Linked DNA regions of Sus scrofa: region 2 is linked to region 1. The links are chromatin contacts, called in public HiChIP or PLAC-seq maps. All regions are on one chromosome and are shown on one strand. Each heading gives the region's core, a stretch centred on a gene start, on an enhancer-like site or on the middle of the called end of the contact. The rest is flanking DNA. Distances are from core to core; before and after follow the strand shown. Region 1 holds the start of ZNF408 (zinc finger protein 408). Region 2 holds the start of CRY2 (cryptochrome-2).

Region 1 (5,229 bases), core at 2,102-4,601:
CCGTCTCCCCCGGCACATGAGCCACACACTCCCTTTATCTTCCTGTCCAGTCTCAGGTACCTTCTGAGGAGGCTGCCCGGGAGACCACAGCACTCTGAACGATGTGGATAATCCCTGGAGAAAGACCATCCCAGAGGACCCGTATTCTCCCTCCCTCTGGAGACATGCACTCAGGATGAGCTGAGACCACCACCTCCTCACTTTAGCTCATCTGAAAATAAAAGAACCCCCAGCCCCAGCCCAGACAGAAGAACACAAACTGGAAACCTTATTTCTAGCTTGCTGTCTTCCACAATGCGGGCTTCTTATTCCTTGAAACAACTCAGGAAGATACAACTTGCAAATATCTATACAGTTTACCCTTAAACCAACATAGGCTTGAACTGCATGGGTCCACTTATATATGGGTTTTTTCCCAACAGGAAATAGCCCAGCACTCTACAACCATGGTCTGTTGAATCTATAGATGGGGCCCATGGATATAGAACCTTGGATGTGAAGGGCCAACTCCAAGTCACACTCAGGAGTTGTGACAGCCCAGAGGGCTGGTGTCCCTAACCCCTGTGTTGTTCAAGAGTCAACTATGTTGTTCATCCTAAGACCCGCTGTTCTTCAGTAAAAAGCATCAAATGGTATTTTATACCCCAAAATTTTCTGAACTTCTTCCCTAAAAATTCTAGTCTCGCTGTGTCCACGAATCCTAAGAATTACGGCATGATTCTCACTCAATCCTAATCAAGCCCCACTCCCATGCCACACTGAAAAATCCATCTTATACCAGCCTTCAAAATTTCAATAAATATCCAGGCCTTTCCTTTCCTCCTCAGAATACTGTTCTCCCTTCCTTTCTTGAGCCATAAGCTTTGTTTTGTCTAATCAACAGGTGATAATTTGGGAAGTCAGCATTTATTTGACACATACCTGTGCAAGGTTCTGTTGCATCTTCCTCTGTGGCTACTTCCTGTTGTACAACAGACTCCATTTCTGTCACCCCAGCCATGCTTGCCTCCTCCTCTAGTCTGGACTGGTTGGGGCTCAGGCCCTCAGCGGGAGGCCGGGGCCACAGCCGCAGCTCGAAACCTGGCAGCACAACCCGGTACACCTGTAGGTGGAGCCTCTCGCTGATCCACACGGGAGCCACGTTTCCCTCACCCTCCAGCTTGCCCCGCTGCACCAAACTGCAAAGCAGAGCAAGAGCTGGCTCAGGAGACCCTCTTGAAGCAAGTGGCCCTGCCTAAAAGCCCCTGCTCCTGGGCAGTCTGAGTCTTAACGGATCTTATGCCTTTTGAACACACACTGCAAAAGGCCCTTGGGTGGGGAATTACAGTTAGCTCTGGTTCCAACCCAGGCCACAAAACAAAGCCTCAAGGGAGCATCTTCATAACATACTCTGTTGTAACTTACCTCATCCAGCCTGAACTCTGCTCACAAGCACACACATCTCCCCATGGGTCTAGTGACACGTCCTGAAATAAACCAATAAAAGTCCTTCTCTCATGTGTTTGAGGGCAAAACAAACAAAACCTGATATAAGGAGTTTCCATTGTGGCTCAGCAGGTTAAGGACCCAACATTGTCTCTGAAAGATGAGGATTCGGTCCCTGGCCTTGCTCAGTGGTTTAAGGATCCAGCGTTGCGGTAATCTGCTGCGTAGTTTGCAGATGGGACTTGGATCCAGGGCTGCCATTGCTGTGGCTGTATCATAGGCCCCAGCTCCATCTCAGATTCAACCCCTGGCCTGGGAACTTCCATTTGCTACAGGTGTGGCCGTAAAAGAAAAAAAAAAAAAAAACACCTGATGAAATTGCTCCCAACACAGACCTAAGATGAAGCCCCCTGGAAGGTTAATGGTCTCTGGTTCTGCCTCTCTGTAGACTGCACTGTCTGAATTTTCCTTCAGTAAAGGCCAAAAAAAAAAAAATTGTCCCCACACCTCCCTCCCAAAGTGTGAAAAATTACTGAATTGAACATATTACTTCCTTTCAATGAGTACCAAACAGAAGTAAGAGGTACCTCAAATTTAAAATTTTTTCAGGAGTTATGCAATGAAATCTTTTACCTGTGCTGTTTCACCTTTCCCTCCAAATAATCCTGGAGGATTAAAATAAAGAGCCATTCCTTTATTTTACATGCCATCTGACCAGCTAAGTGACAAAGCTGAGATTTGATCCCAGGGGCTTTTTAATTCCCAAAACCTTTGTTCTTGACTTTTGTAACTGCTAACACTCTACTAATTCAGCTTTTAACAATTTTTTGCACCTCTTAATTACTGCAAGGAAGGAGAAAAGACAGTCCTGGACAGAAGGGGGCCAAACCATCTCCTATCCCTTTAAATACTCTGCATCTTCTAACAAGAAATGTCTGAACTAAATTTTCAATCATGGAAGGGAGATGCCCGATCCCTTAATACCTCTTTTTGCTCTCTTTCCGCTGCATCACCCTTCTGCTTAGAGACAGACTCCTCTTCCAGTGGTCCCCAGAGCAGTCCCGGCTGCAAGGGTTCCCCGACACACCAGACCCCCAAGCGCTGTTCCTCGGTCAGTGAGGGACCTAGGGCCAAGCCCCGGGGGAGGCTCTTTAGAGCGAGGATGGCTCGGGTCGGTCTGGCTGGGAAATCTTTGGGTCCCTGTGCACAGCCTTCTCCGGAAGGGCTCCATCCTGAGTCCGGGTCCAGGCGTGGGCCGGGGACTGCAGCGAGAGAGGAAGACAGTGAAGAAGTGAGGAAGCCGCCCAAGAGGTAGTGGGGTGGGGAAAGATGAGGGAGAAAACCCTAGGTCCAGCTAGGCCTCAAGAGTCTGAGAGATATATAAAGACTCTAAGGGGCCCCGAAAAGACCTGAGGGACTTCGAGGGCTCTTAAAAGAAGCCCCCGAGATTTTGAGGGCACCGGAGGAGGATGCCAGGCTCGGGAGGAAAAGGGTCGGGGGATAAGAGTTGACCAGAGAACGTCAGGAATATCTGAGCCGAGGGTCGGAGACACCGCAGGCCGCTCACCGAACTGCAGTCTTCCCTTCGCCGAGAGAAGCTCCTCCGCCTCCTCCATCCCGGATCGAAAAGCCTCCCTCCGCCGGAAGTGAGTGTCACCTTCTAGGCTCCTCCCGGAAACAGTCATTGACACCCAAATTTCCTCTCGGGAACGAATCGTAAGAGTCAGCCTTAACTGGTGCACAAGACCAGGAGTTTGGGAATTCTGGTGAGGCGAATCTCTGTCCGAGAAGAATACGAGCTAAGGATTCCGGAGGTCCACCAGAGATTCGAGTACCCGGAACATCGGAACTAACTGTTCCAGGGCCTCCTTTTGGGAGGGACGAATCGGACGGTTCTACTCCACCGCAGCCAAGGAGGCACGTGAGCAGCACGTACAGGAAGTGGGCGGGGATCCTGGAAAGGCCATGTTTGGACCGGGCAGCGGGTCGGAAGTGGGTTGGAGGTGTGGCGGAAGTGGTTGGGAGTGAAGAGACAGGGAGGGGGCGGTTCCCGTTCCACCTCGGAGCCGGATGTTTGCCGATCTTTGACAGGCGTGGCAGAGGGAGCGGTACCCGACCACGGTGAGCTGCGGGGTGCAAGTTCTGCCTGGGAGGTTGGGGGCGGGGCGGGAAGGAAAAGGACTGGCCAGGTCATTTGAAGGGATGGGGTCCGGATGGGGAGCATCCAAGCGGATCCGAGGAAGGGAGCAGGGGTGGAATGGGGCCTGGGAACCTGGCCTTCCCGCTGCCGGGATTCTGCCCCACTCGCGGGTCTGCAGCGAGAGGACTTTGCTTCTTTTGCTGGCTTCTTCCTGGCCTCTCGCTCGCTGTCATCGAGTAAACTCATGGGAAGGGGAAGTCTCCCTCGTCCGATCTGGGGAAGTGCTAAAACAAGAAATTCGGGCGAAGTGTTCCACCTTGCTACTTATTAGGCCACGCTTTCATGTCTCTTTCTTAACCTGTGAGACAGGATTGTAGCACCCAATCCGGTTTTTGTGAACCATGAGGCTTTATGCAAACGTGATTGTAGTTGAAAGGCTTGCTTTGTATTGTGGGGTTTGCATTTTTGCAATTCTGGAGCCCTAACTAGGAGGCCTATCACAATTCCAGAGAATATGATTTCAAGTTATTTCAGTTCTCCTTGGAGGAGTTTAGAGAAGCTTTACTTTGCCCTTTTGTAGAACTTTGAGAATCATATGAATGACAGTCACTTAAGAGAAGTATTGAAGGATTGACCTGCACAAAGAGACCACCTTAGATAGACATGGATTAAAATCTTGACTTTACTGTATGACTCTTATTTTTTCTGGTCTTCACATTTCTGGAACTGTACTTCTCTGGTGCTGATGTGAAAAGATAATTTGTATCCAGTTCATCGTGGTTGCTTCCCTTTTCCTCTTAGGATACAAATTGATTCCTTCAGTAATTCAGCAAATGACTGAGCATCTACTCTGTGCCAGATGTAATTTTGAGTAGGTCAAGGCTGTTTGTTTGTTTTTAATGGTCACACCCGCAGCACATGGAAGTTCCATGGGCCAGGGATTGAATCCCAGCAGTAGCTGACCTGTGCTGTGGCAACACCAGATCCTTGAACCAACTGCTCCCACCCGGGATAGAACTTCACAGCGATCCAAACCCCTGCAGTGAGGTTCTTAACCCACTGCGCCACAGTGGGAACTCCAGGTCAGGGATTCTTAAACAGTGATTCTAAGAGGGTCTGTGAACCCCTTAAAATTTCATGCAAGATTTCATGAGTATGCTGATTTTTGGGGAATGAGTCCAGACAGTTCATCAGAATTCCAGAGAACTCCAGGACTTCCCAAAGGTAAAACCTCTGCCTAAAGTGAGTCTTGAAGGATTTAGGAAAGGTACATATTTTATCTCCTGAGAAGAGAAACGTTAATTTGAGAGTAAGACATATTTTGCAGAGTGAAGCAGGACTGTGACAGGAGTCTTAGGCAGCCAGGATACTTCATTTCCGTGACTCTATGTTAGAAGTTCCCTGCACTAGCTTCTCTCCCCCTTCCCACTGAATGGGAGCTCAGCTTCTGGCCTCACAAGGGGCAACAGCTGTGGGCTGGAGGGTAGTGAGAGAGGCCAGGCTGGCTGGGAGGTGGAAGCAACTGTGATTAGTTATGCTGGAAAAGGAGCGTATAGGGTGGGGGAGGGGTCAGTTCTGGAAGAACTAACAAAATAGAAGAGTTACTGGAAGAGGTGGAGTTCAAGTTTGTCTCCCTTTTAGAGTGTCCCTCTCCCTCCCTCACA
Region 2 (5,643 bases), core at 635-3,134, 790 kb after region 1:
TGGGACCACCTGTTGTTGATTTTTAATCTCCACTACTGCAAAGGAACAGGCAATTTTATGCCACATTCCTCAAATCCCATAAAAGAAGAAACTCCTTGACAATGTAACAAACAAGTAGTCTGGAGTCTAATTACTCTGCTCTGACTGGCACACTGCCATCAGGAGAGGGGCAAAGTCTGAGGCTTAGTCCAAGCTAAGTCCACACTAGGGATGGCTGGTCATTTGAGGATGTTTGTCAGCCCAACCTCCTATCTAGAGAAACTGGAGCAAGGGCCGAGTAATAGAGCAGACTGAAAACTGTGTGGGCAGGCTCTCCACAGAACTATCTTTAGCTGTTCCCTCCATATAAATGGGGCAGGAGGGGGGCATTTAATAGACCCACTGCTAGAAGCACTCACTCTCCTAGCAGGGCACACACCTTGGAGAGGAAAGAATGGGGAGCCAGCGTATCCTGGGAATAACTCTGCCCCTCAGTGCAACAAGGCCACAAGCAAACACCTCCAGAACAATGCAAACAAACTAGAGGACGACTGCCAGACTTGTTAAAGAGAGACGGGTACACAATGTCTCAGAACACCTTTGTTTTAAACACTGGTTATGGAGAAAACACATCAACTACCTGTTAAACTTTTCCCATGATCCTGGGAGTCATCAAAGAGGGCCCCTTGGTATCACAGCTTGCCTGCTCCCAAATCTTAGCACATCAGCTGACAAGAGTCTAATCTACAGGCTCAACTGTCCTTTAAAATCAATCTCAAGAGAAGAGGAGGAAGTAAGGGACTCTTTGTTTCTTTTTCTTCTTCCTCCCCCCTCCTGCTTTTTTCCTTAGCAAGCCCATAGCTGCTGAGGGAATTCTCCAAAATAGGTTAAGTACTGCTGTCTGCTCTCTAGCCCAGGACACAGAGTGCCTCTCAATGAACGTGCCCTTGAGAGCATGTTCTTTTATTTACAATAAAGGAGCAAAGGCACCTGCCCTACCTAATGCTAAGTCAGAGTCTCTAGACACCTCCAGAGACTGGATGATCTTGGTGGAAGGAAGACAGGATAGGTGAAAAAATGAATTCACACAAACCAGAGGCTTAAGCTTAAGACGACCTTCAGGAGCGCTCTTGAAGAATGCAGGTGTCTGCCGTGCTATTTCAGAAACCTGTCCCGGCCCTCATACCGCAATAGCTCCCGTCCTCCCCTCCCTGAGCACAACCCTAAGAACCCTAGACCAGGAGTCCCTGTTCTGCCACTCGCCGGCTGCAAGTCCTTGGGCAGGTCAACTTTGTATCTCTAAGACTCCAGAGTCTCATCGGTACAATGAGGATCATGATTTTTGTTTCACGGGGACGTCGTGAGGACCAAAAGGGATAACACAGTGAGAACGCGCCGTGCCAGAGGTTGAGCCCTGGCCCACCCAAGCCCTAACTATGGGACTAATTGCTACCCACGTCGCGGCTTCTCCCCACTGGAGACTCAGCTGCGCCTCCCTGCCCCATCTCTTTCAGGTCGGGGGCTTTCAGCAGAGGGGACTGGGGCCAGAGCCTCCCCCCTCTTAGGGTACGTGCCTCAGAGGCTAGACTGCGCTCCCCGGACCCGCAAACCCGCCCGGGGCCCCCTCACCTCCACCGGTTGATCCCGACTGAAGAGGAGGCCGCGAACCAAGGGTCGAGGATGTAAACACAGCGCACGCAGTGCGCCCCGCGAACCGCCGCCAGCAGCGCCGGGTTGTCGTGGAGCCGCAGCCCCTTGCGGAACCAGTGCACCGAAGAGGCGCCTTCCGCGCCGGCAGCGGGAGCCGGGGAGGACGCCGCAGCGGTCGCCACAGCCGCCGCCATCATTGCCTGGACTGCTCTGACTGCGGCCGCTCCGCCCCCGTCGGCGCCGCGAGCCCGGCCCCCAGCTGGCCCAGTGACCTATGACGCGCCGCTACTCTTTGGAGCCCCGCCCTCAGGCCCTGGAGCGCCTCTGCTATTGGCTGGGCGCCTCCTGCCGGGCGATTGGTTAGAGGCACCATGTCTGGCCCCGCCTCCTCACGTTCCCACCATGTGTGGGCCCTGCCGGGAGGAGCCGGAGGGCTGGGCTAGTGACGCAGGCTGGCGGTCCCCAAGGAGGTCTGGGCGTGGACCAAGTCCGAGGAACGGCGGAGCTCAGCTTCCTTTTTTAGGGCCTGGCGCTGGAAGCTGTGTGGGCTGGCGAGGGTTGCTGTGACTCCAGCAAATGACTTAAAAGGACAGACCACCGGCTGTCCTACATCATCTTCGTCATCAATATAATCATCTACCACACTCTATACATACATCATTACAGCATTCTAATACAGCTTCCATTAGATGCCAACCAACGTGATAATACCCTTACGCTGCTGTCTCCTTTACTGCTGTAAACTCAGACGAGTTGCATTCTTTCAACAAACCCTAGTGAAAGAGCTGTTTTCATTTTACCGACAAAGAAAACCGAGGCTGCTGCAGGTTGAGTAACATGCTCAATATCATACAGCTAATACTTCTACCAGGATTATTCAGAATCTGAAGTTTCTGCTTTTATCCACAATACTACACCTCTGTCAGCGTTGAGCAACTTGGCATTTACAAGTAGTAGAGTCCAAAGTGTGGGCCCTGATGTGCTGCAGTAGAGGGGTTGGGATTAGGGACTGGAATTGTGGAGAATGTGGGTTGAGATTGTAATTAGGTCATCATTGGAATTCCCAGTTTGTGGCTCAGCGGTAATGAACCCGACTAGTATCCAAGAGGATGAGGGTTTGATCCCTGGGCTTGCTCAGTGGGTTAAGATCTGGTGTTGCTGTGAACTGTGATGTAGGCTGCAGACGCGGCTCAGATCCTGAGTTGCTGTGGCTAGCAGTAGATCCGATTCAGCTCCTAGCCTGGGAACCTCCAAACTCTGCAGATATGCTCTAAAAAGCAAGAGGGAAAAAAAAAAGCCATCACATGAATTTTTCTTTTAGTTCTGTCATAGACTTAGGGGTAACTCTGAGTGTAAAGGACTGAACTGGAGTCTGTGTGGGGTTCAGAGATGTGGAGGATATTCCCCACGCGTCCCCAAGAGAGCCAGGTGGAGCCCTCTTCTGGAGTCGAGCACAGGGCTTGCTGATTGACTGAATGAGTGAATGATAGGAGAAGCCTGTAAACACCCCCACTGATGTGTTGATGGTGGGCTAAGCTAGCCTGGAGCTTTGGCATTATCAAATGGAGAGGCCGTCTCAATTTGGCTCTAGGTGGCACCCTTCCTGAATTTGGGAATGAGCAATGAAGGAAGTTAGCAATTTAATCCGCAAGTGAGTGGCACTAATTGGCACAACTGTCTAAACCACAGTGTTGTTACAATCCTAGGCGCTCTCATTGCCAGGGCTTTGCACAAACTGTTCCCTCCAACCTGGATCACACCCTGAACACCCCCCCCACACACCTTCTAACTTCAGTTTGTCCTATGTCACTGCTCAGTGTAGATGTCACTTGCTGTCTGCTCCCAGCCTTCATAGTGCCCCATCTCATTCTGTGCTTCTTAATTTCTTAAAATTATTTTTGTTTATACGGAAGTTCCCAGGCCAGGGGTCAAACCCACGCCACAGCAATAACCAGAGCCACACCAGTGACGCCAGATCTTACCCGCTCAGCCACCAGGGAACTGCTTCTTATTAACACTGACCTTAATGTATGGTAGTGGAATTTCTTATCTGTCTGTCTGCCTCATTAGATTAAAACACCCTGGAGGGCTAGGACTGTGGCTTGTCTACAGCTGTATTTCCAGGGTCTAGCTCAGTGCTTGACCCTTAATGTTCAAGGATCATTTGGGTAAAAATTGAACAGGGGCTAGAATCTCAGGTTGGCAGGAACTTTAATGGCCTATCTCAGTCCTGATCCTGTTCTTAGTTTTGAATACTCTCTCCAAAAGAAACCCAAACACCTCTGACTGGAATCCAGCCTAAACCCAGATTGGAACTTGAACCCACTTTTTCAAAAAAAATTAGAACCACTGACCTGGTATCTAGACTTAGTGAGACTCAGGTTCTTTGTGCCTCAGTGCAGAAGGATTTCTGTGAGACAAATGGATAGGTAAGAAATAGCTTTATTGAGATAGGACACTTGTGAGGGATACAAGTGGGCAGGTGAGGAGGCTCAGCCCCGAGGATTAGATGGGCTATATTTTTATAATCCAAGGAAAGTGGAGGGAGAGGGGAAATGCGCTTCTTCCTCATTCTTCAGGTAGACGTCAGGCTTACGTCATAGCTCCTCCTTCCTATTGGGTAAGAGAGTGTTTGACCCTATGAGGTCACACGAGGACTTTCATGGTGCTGATTTTTCTTCACATCAGCAGAAGGGTGGTAACAGATGCTAAAATATGTTGAATCATCTCTGGTTTCTGCATAATGAGGGTCTCCTGCTTTGAAATCTCATCTTTCCCTTAAATTCCTGTCCTTGGTCCTACGGATCATGAGCTTGCTGAACTTGAACGCGGACCTCATTTTATCTTTCACTTAATGACTGGAGCCATATCACATATTTGTATGTATGGTTTTGGAGCCATATCACATGTTTGTATGTATGTTTTATCGTGAAGCAAGCCTGCTTTGTTCCATGGTGTTCTGACGGCTTTCTTGAGCGATGATTAACTAACAGTGGTCTCCCAAAGTCCCCTAGGTTTCCCTCTCTATCTGCGGTCCCCTATGGGACTTCGACAACTACCTGTGTAACTAGCCTACTCCATCCCTATCACTGGGAATGGAACAGAGAGTGGAAGGAGATGGTTCTTCCTTACAACCTCAAAGATGCATATTCTCTTTTTCTTCTCTGAATGCCCATGATGCTTTCTCTATAGACCTTGAACTCCATGAGGGCAGAGACTGTGTTTATCTTGCTCATCAGTGTATTCCCAGCCCCTAGTTTGGTACCTGACATGTAGTAGATGCTTAATAAATATTTGCTGAATGGTTGTCATTTATCTCTTTCTATCTTATTAGGCTATTTTGAGCGGCAGTGTGGTATAATGATTAAGCCTAAGGTCTTGCATATTTGGAGTGGCTGTGTTCAAAGTCTGGTCCTGCTTTTACCTGTGTGACCTTGGATAAACTAATTGAGCTCTCTGTTTCCCACTTTTTTTTTTTTTTTTTTTTTTTTTTGCTTTTCTTTTTTAGGGCTGCACTTGCAGCATATGGAGATTCCCAGGCTAGCGATCGAATCAGAGCTGTAGCCACCAGCCTACACCACAGCCAGAGCCACAGCCATAGCAATGCTGGATCTGAACCGCATTTGTGACCTACACGACAGCTCATGGCAACGCCAGATCCTTAACCCACTGAGAGAGGATGGGGATCGAACCCACAGCCTCATAGTTCCTAGCCGGATTCCTTTCCGCTACGCCATGATGGGAACTCCTGTTCCCCACTTTCTTAACCTATACAATAGGGATGATAATAGTAGGTAGGGTATAGCAAGCATTTAACAATAGTCAGCTACGGTTATTCTGACCAGCAGGATTGTGTCTGCATTTGTCTTCCTTGCAACACATATGTCTTTACACATAATGAGTGCTCAAGTTGCTGAGTGAATAAAATATTTTTAATCAGTTTTTTTTCAAAAGTCCTCAAAATTATACCAATAATGAAAAACAAAGAGAAGTAATCACCATCAACCCCAAGCC

What was found. HiChIP or PLAC-seq counts read pairs in DNA pulled down with a chosen protein or histone mark.
Region 2: an H3K27ac HiChIP or PLAC-seq map of alveolar macrophages shows a contact between it and region 1, with 7 times the contacts expected there. The contact joins the promoter of CRY2 here to the promoter of ZNF408 in region 1. A contact is called at or near these places in 1 of 47 Hi-C or Micro-C datasets (liver) and 1 of 2 datasets of contacts at active chromatin or transcription factors (alveolar macrophages).

What each region holds. Positions count from the first base shown.
Region 1 is chr2:15,831,198-15,836,426 of Sscrofa11.1, forward strand. It overlaps ZNF408 (zinc finger protein 408), which reads right to left and starts at 3,352. Exons shown (of 5, transcript XM_003122824.6): 1 at 2,993-3,352; 2 at 2,410-2,687; 3 at 1,405-1,466; 4 at 922-1,178. The coding sequence starts at 3,110. ARHGAP1 (rho GTPase-activating protein 1) reads left to right here and starts at 3,088. Exons shown (of 13, transcript XM_003122825.5): 1 at 3,088-3,546.
Region 2 is chr2:16,618,496-16,624,138 of Sscrofa11.1, forward strand. It overlaps CRY2 (cryptochrome-2), which reads right to left and starts at 1,885. Exons shown (of 12, transcript XM_021083144.1): 1 at 1,609-1,885. The coding sequence starts at 1,826.